Linked DNA regions of Capra hircus: region 2 is linked to region 1. A link is a contact called in public Hi-C data. All regions are on one chromosome and are shown on one strand. The core of a region is the stretch at or near the end of the contact, and the rest is flanking DNA. Distances in the headings are between cores, read along the strand shown.

Region 1 (2,803 bases), core at 296-2,795:
GGACCAGTGGTTTGACCTATACAGCCCCTGCACCTTCTCAACACCCCCATGAGGGAGGTACTGTCACTATATTGATATTATGGGTGGGAAACGTGAAGCTGGGGAGACTAAGTCACCATCCAAAGGCACACAGAGCAAGCAGAGTGGGGATCTGAGCTCGGGTCTGACCCCAAAGCCAGTGCTTCTGACAATTTCTTCAAACTGTTCTCAGAGAAAAAGTCGGTCCCCAAACCTCTACTGTTCCCCCGTCGGTCAGCAGTAAAAAAGAAAGATAGAAAGAAAAATCCGCTTGCACGGAGATGCTGGTTCAATCCCTGGTCGGGAAGATTCCCTGCAGAAGGAAATGGCAATACCCCACTCCACTTTTCTTGCCTGGGAAATCTCATGGACAAGAGGAGCCTGGTGGGCTACAGTCCATGGGGTCGCAAGAGAGTCGGACATGATTTACGACTAAACAACAAAACCTATCACTCTGTGACCCCTCTTCAACGTACAAGACGTAAAGTATCCCAACAGCCTTCACCTTTTGCGATTTTAAAAACAGACCAAATTCTAAGCTCTCCCTACCCCTACAAAACAACAACGAGATGGGGAAGAAAAGGCAAGGGCTGTATCACTGCGTAGAAAGAGTCAGACAAGGGCCCAGAGTCCACAAGTGAAACCGATCTGAACTTAAAAAAGCACACGGACCTAAATATTTCAGAACGCAAACACCACAAACCCAAGAAATCGCAACTGAAGTCAGCAGAAAGCGGCTGACGGAAACTAGCCCAGGGCTGGTGCGAAAGAAGCTGTTACGCTCGGGGTTCTGCGCTCCTCTATCACAGCCACAAAGACAGAAGCAGGAACCCACAAGTCCGCAGGCAAAACCAAAGCTGACTCCACACCTGTGCTGACTTCAGACTCGCTGCCGCGGGGAAAGATTCGCAGCGTGGTTCCCACGCCACCTCGTTAAGTTACCGTACAGGGGACCACAGAGGCTGAAACGCCCGCAGCAAAAAGAGGAAGGGGTCTAGCTTCTGGCGGCAGCCTTTCTCATGGCCGCTACCACGGCTTTGGGGGAAGCCGCGCGTGGACTCGTGGCCGGGGGGCCCCGCCGCCCTAATCGCCGCCCGCACCCACGTCTGTACCCGGTCCCGACGCGCTATCTGCCCCCGCGCCGGCCGGCCTCCCGCACTTATCTGCGCGCGCCCGCCGGCCTCACCTGCCCAACTCCCGGCCCGGGGTCAGGGTGTAGGCGTCCTGAAAGGGCTCGGTGCGCACAGCGGTGCGGATCTCCGTCAGCAGCCCGCGGGCCTGGGTCGGGGGCGGCGGCCGCCGCGGCGCGCCCAGACCCCGGCCAGCCCGACCCGAGCCGGAGGCGGCGGCCGGGGAAGAGCCGCCGCTGCCCGGCTTCTCGAGAGGAATCATGGCGCTCGGGCGTGCTTTTCTTGCCTGCCACCCGGCTCGCTCGGAGCTCCCGGCGGGTAACGGCCCCGCCTCCAGCTGCCCCGAGCCGGCGCGAGGATGCCACCCGCTCTGCCCGGAGCTGCGCACAGACTGCGGCCGGCTGCCTCCAGGCCGCCTGGCCCCGCCCCACGTCCGGCCCCGCCTCTCCCCTGCCCCCCGGGGAGCTCCCTTGGGTTCCTGAGGGCCGCGTGCCTCGCGCGCGCCCTCTGCAGCTGAGGGGGAGAAGGTGCAGCCTGGCGGGGGGCCCGGCGGCAGGCCCCGACAATCTGCAGGCGACTCACAGCACCACCCTTCTGACTGGAGGACCCGCTGCGTCAGCCAGTTACGCACCTGCTAAGCATCTGAGTGTTGCAAATCTGAGCCCTACATTAATGAAAATGCGTAGGAGCTACCAGCCAGAGCTTCACGATCCCTTCCCTTGGGCGGGTCAGGAGAGGTGATGATCAGGGCCGATCAGGGCTGCTGTACAGCACGTGGAAGTTGCCTGGGGCATCTGGTACATTCCCACAATGAGAGGAGGACATGAAGGCAAGAGATGGATAAATATTTTTAAACCCGCATACCAGCCCTACAGTCTTCTCTATATTTAACTTTCAAGGTGCTCTCATCCGGTCTTGAGGTTTTAATTACATCCGTATGCTCACGACTACAAAATTTTTATCTCTAGTTTCCAACCATTCTCTGAACTTCACACTCATATATTGAAGTATACACTTGGCATCACCAGTTGGATAACAAATTAGCATTTCAAATTTAACGAGCAGAAGTCATCTCCTCATCATCCTTCATAAATGCAGTCCCACCAAGTTTCCCCACCTCAGTAAATGCCATTTCCATCCTTCCAGTGGTTCAAGCCAAAAACCTTGGGGTCAACATTGACTCCTCTCTTTCTCTCATACCCCTCATCCATTTTGTAAGAAATCCTCTTGGCTTTACCTTCAAAACATATCCAGAATCTGATCACTCCTCTCCATTTCCCCATGACCACAACTACCATTCTCTCTGGTCTGGATTATTGTGATAGCTCCCTAACTAGGCTATCTGCTACCATCCCTCTTCCTCCTCAATTCCATATCACTTATTTTTGAGGCCACCAGAGTGATCTTTTAAAAAATCTAAATTAGATCATGTCATTCCTCAGAGTTTTGCTTCTGGCAATGATGAGTTAGTCTATGTGTGATCAATACTCTCACTGAGAAAGTTGGCAAATTTTTTCAAATTAGATAGTCCTCTACTTGAAACATCAGAGAGTTTCAAAAGCAGCAAGAACTTGAACCACCGAGATCCAGACAAGAAGGGCAGCCCAGAATGGCACCCCTTTCCCGTGAAGCATTTGGTAATTCCAAAGCAATGA
Region 2 (2,711 bases), core at 19-2,518, 51 kb before region 1:
AAGCAGGCAGCCTGGAGTATTTGGAGGATAAGAGTGAGCTGATCTGACCTAGTTTATTTTTGTTCTTGTTGTTTTATTAACTTTAACAGGAACAGTTTTACTGGAATTCTCCTAACTGCAAAAGCAATTTGTGCTCAAGTATTCTGCTAAAAATAGTCAGTGGTTTAGAAAAACTTTCAATTGATGTCTAGTTGAATTTATAGGATTAGTCCAGTTTGTTGGCACGTAACTCTTCATAGTCTTCTCCTATGATTCTCCATCTGTCTGTACTAAGAGTTGTGGCTCTTCCTCTTTCATTTCTCATTCGGGTCCACTCCTTTTTTTTTTGAGTCTGGCTAGAGGTTTATTGATTTTATCTTTTCCCAGCTCTATAATCTATTAATTTCCTCTGATTTCTAACTCCTTTATGGTCCAGATCAGAGTATGGACCAATTTGCTACTAATAGTTACCCTTTTTAAACAAACAGTGGGCTTGTTTTTTGTTTTTCTATTATGAAAAGTTTCAAGTATATGGAAAAGATGAGAGTCTGTGCTGTGGCACCGACGTATCTGCTGCCTGGATTCGGTACTCTCTTGCTCAGTGTGCTTTATCCCGTACCTATTTGCCTACCTCTATTTGTTCATGAACCTCTAATTTCCAAATAGCCGTACACTTCACCTTTAAATTCATAAGCTATATATCATTAACTAGAGTTTATGGTTGCTTTTTTTGAGGTAAAATTTACTCCCTGTGACCTAAGTCTCCTATCTGATGAATTTTAACAAATGCATCCCCCTATGCAACTCAAGCCCCTACCTAGATACGGACTGTTCCCATCAGCTGAGAGTGGCCTCATGCTTTTCTCACGTTATAGCCATCTTTGAGAGGACAGCGTTGTATCCACTTATGTCTCTTTATACCCCCCAGCTGAAGATCCCTGTCTCTGGACCAAAGTCAGAGGGCCATCTCTATGTCAGCTCATCTAGAGATGCCCCCTTTAAGAGGTATGATGGGAAAGTGGGTGGGGAGCAGGAGGAGAACCTTCTTCTGGAAACAATCTTGATTTCCCTTTTCAACTGCAGCTATATGATTGCGGCACTAAGGATTAGTTTTACAAAGCTTCAGAAGTTTCACAGCCAGGACAACACGCATGCCCATGCTTTTGCTCTTAGCTCAGTCCGGACGTTTTCTCCAGTGCTGACTACTGGATCTGAGGAGCTTTAGTTGGTGTGGTCTAGGTCTGCCATGCTGTGTCACAGTTTCCAACACTGCTGCCTCTGTCATTACAAGTGCATGAAGGCCTGGGTTCCTGTTCCAGAGTTATTCATCACATTCTTTATGTAAGCTCCCCCTCCACCCCATTAATTGGCTTTTCTTGTCTGGTTGCCAGGAGCTAAGTCACTCACTTCCCCCACGGGAAGCCTCTCTCTGAGATGTCTGCTCTTTAGCCAGGATGTATTTTAATTCCTGGGGACAAAAGGAGCAGGCGGTCCCTGCCTGGCCTCGCTGACCCCTGAGCCTGGGATTAGAGGAGGAGCTGAAGGTCGAGGGGAGTTAGGAAACCAGGAATGAGGTGCTCCTTCTCTGATGCCAGCCATTCATTGTGAAACTTGCCTTGATGGTGATTTTAATAAAGATAGCCTGGAATAAAAGGTTAAAACATTGTTAACATACTAACATAAAATAGTTTAAAAAATTTAAGATATCGCAAACAACTGTTTCCTTTTAAACCATGTCTTTTGCCTCAGTGTTTCATTGATGAGAGACTATACTTTTGGTTTTTCTCAGGTGGAACCTTCAGGAGGTCTTCTTAGAGCTCAAGGATGGTCAGCAGATTCCCCTGTTCAAGCCCAGCAGGGACAATGACGAGGTGAAAAAGGAGTGAAGATGATCAGCTCCCTCTGCTCCTGGCCGCCCTGGTCACCATGCGTCCCCCGGGGCTGCAAGTGCGGCCATATGTGATCTCTGTATCATTCTAATTTAACCGCAGTGAACCCTACTGAAGTTTTTAGTTTAATCAGAAACTTACTGTAATTTACAAGAATTTGAAAGTTCTCTGTAAAGAAGTATAGAATAAAGGGAATCAGTATTAATAATGTTGATTTCTCATCTCTCACCAACCCACCCTCCGGCAAAAAAAAAGTTTTCAATGAAGTTTTCTAGCACTGACAATGTTTTTAATTGTTAACATCAGAATGCCAAGGGAGACAGACAAGCACTTCTGTCTGGTCGCTCTCCCCTAAATTTATGTTAAGTAGCTTGTCGGTCATTCTCAAGTACTTAGAATTTTTCTTCTTGTTTTATTTTCTTGTTTTAGTCACCAACTGTCTGCCTACTTGAAGATTCATAAAACAACTGCTTTAACCCAAACATTTCAAAAGCTTAAAACCACCACATTTTAGAGAATCTTACCTGTAGGTTTTTATAGTCTTGCAGGGGGACAAGATCTTCTGAGCACCAGAGCCTATAAATCCCAGAAATCTGCCACTTTTGCTTTGGAAAGGCCAGTTTAACCCCCTCAGTATTATTAAGCTTAATGCCGTTATAATCAAGGATGTTCATCAGCTCTTTTCCTGCACTCTTAATATTCATTGAAGGGAAACTTCAAAAAGGTTATGCGCAAATGTGCTAGAGTATGAGGCCTTTCACCATTGTTCTGTAGTTTGTTTTTTGAATAGAATATTAAGTGGAGAAGTCGTTCCCTGAGGGCACTTTTTCCAGTGTGTGTGTT

The links. A called contact is a pair of places that touch in the nucleus more often than the background predicts.
Region 2: a Hi-C map of blood shows a contact between it and region 1, with 2.4 times the contacts expected there. The contact joins the enhancer-like site here to the promoter of STK17A in region 1. A contact is called at or near these places in 3 of 5 Hi-C or Micro-C datasets (all in blood).

Annotation. Positions count from the first base shown.
Region 1 is chr4:42,674,971-42,677,773 of ARS1.2, reverse strand. It overlaps STK17A (serine/threonine-protein kinase 17A), which reads right to left and starts at 1,545. Exons shown (of 7, transcript XM_018047003.1): 1 at 1,205-1,545. The coding sequence starts at 1,410.
Region 2 is chr4:42,725,773-42,728,483 of ARS1.2, reverse strand. It overlaps LOC102187025 (cytochrome c oxidase assembly factor 1 homolog), which reads left to right. Exons shown (of 6, transcript XM_018047005.1): 5 at 908-984; 6 at 1,769-2,134. The coding sequence ends at 1,865. It overlaps LOC106502045 (a long non-coding RNA gene), which reads right to left. Exons shown (of 3, transcript XR_001295612.2): 3 at 991-1,621. Among named protein-coding and RNA genes, the nearest start is that of STK17A, 51 kb to the right of the region's middle. Within about 2 kb of position 1,268, at least 1 of the 5 cell types and tissues checked has an H3K27ac peak or open chromatin away from gene starts, as enhancers often do.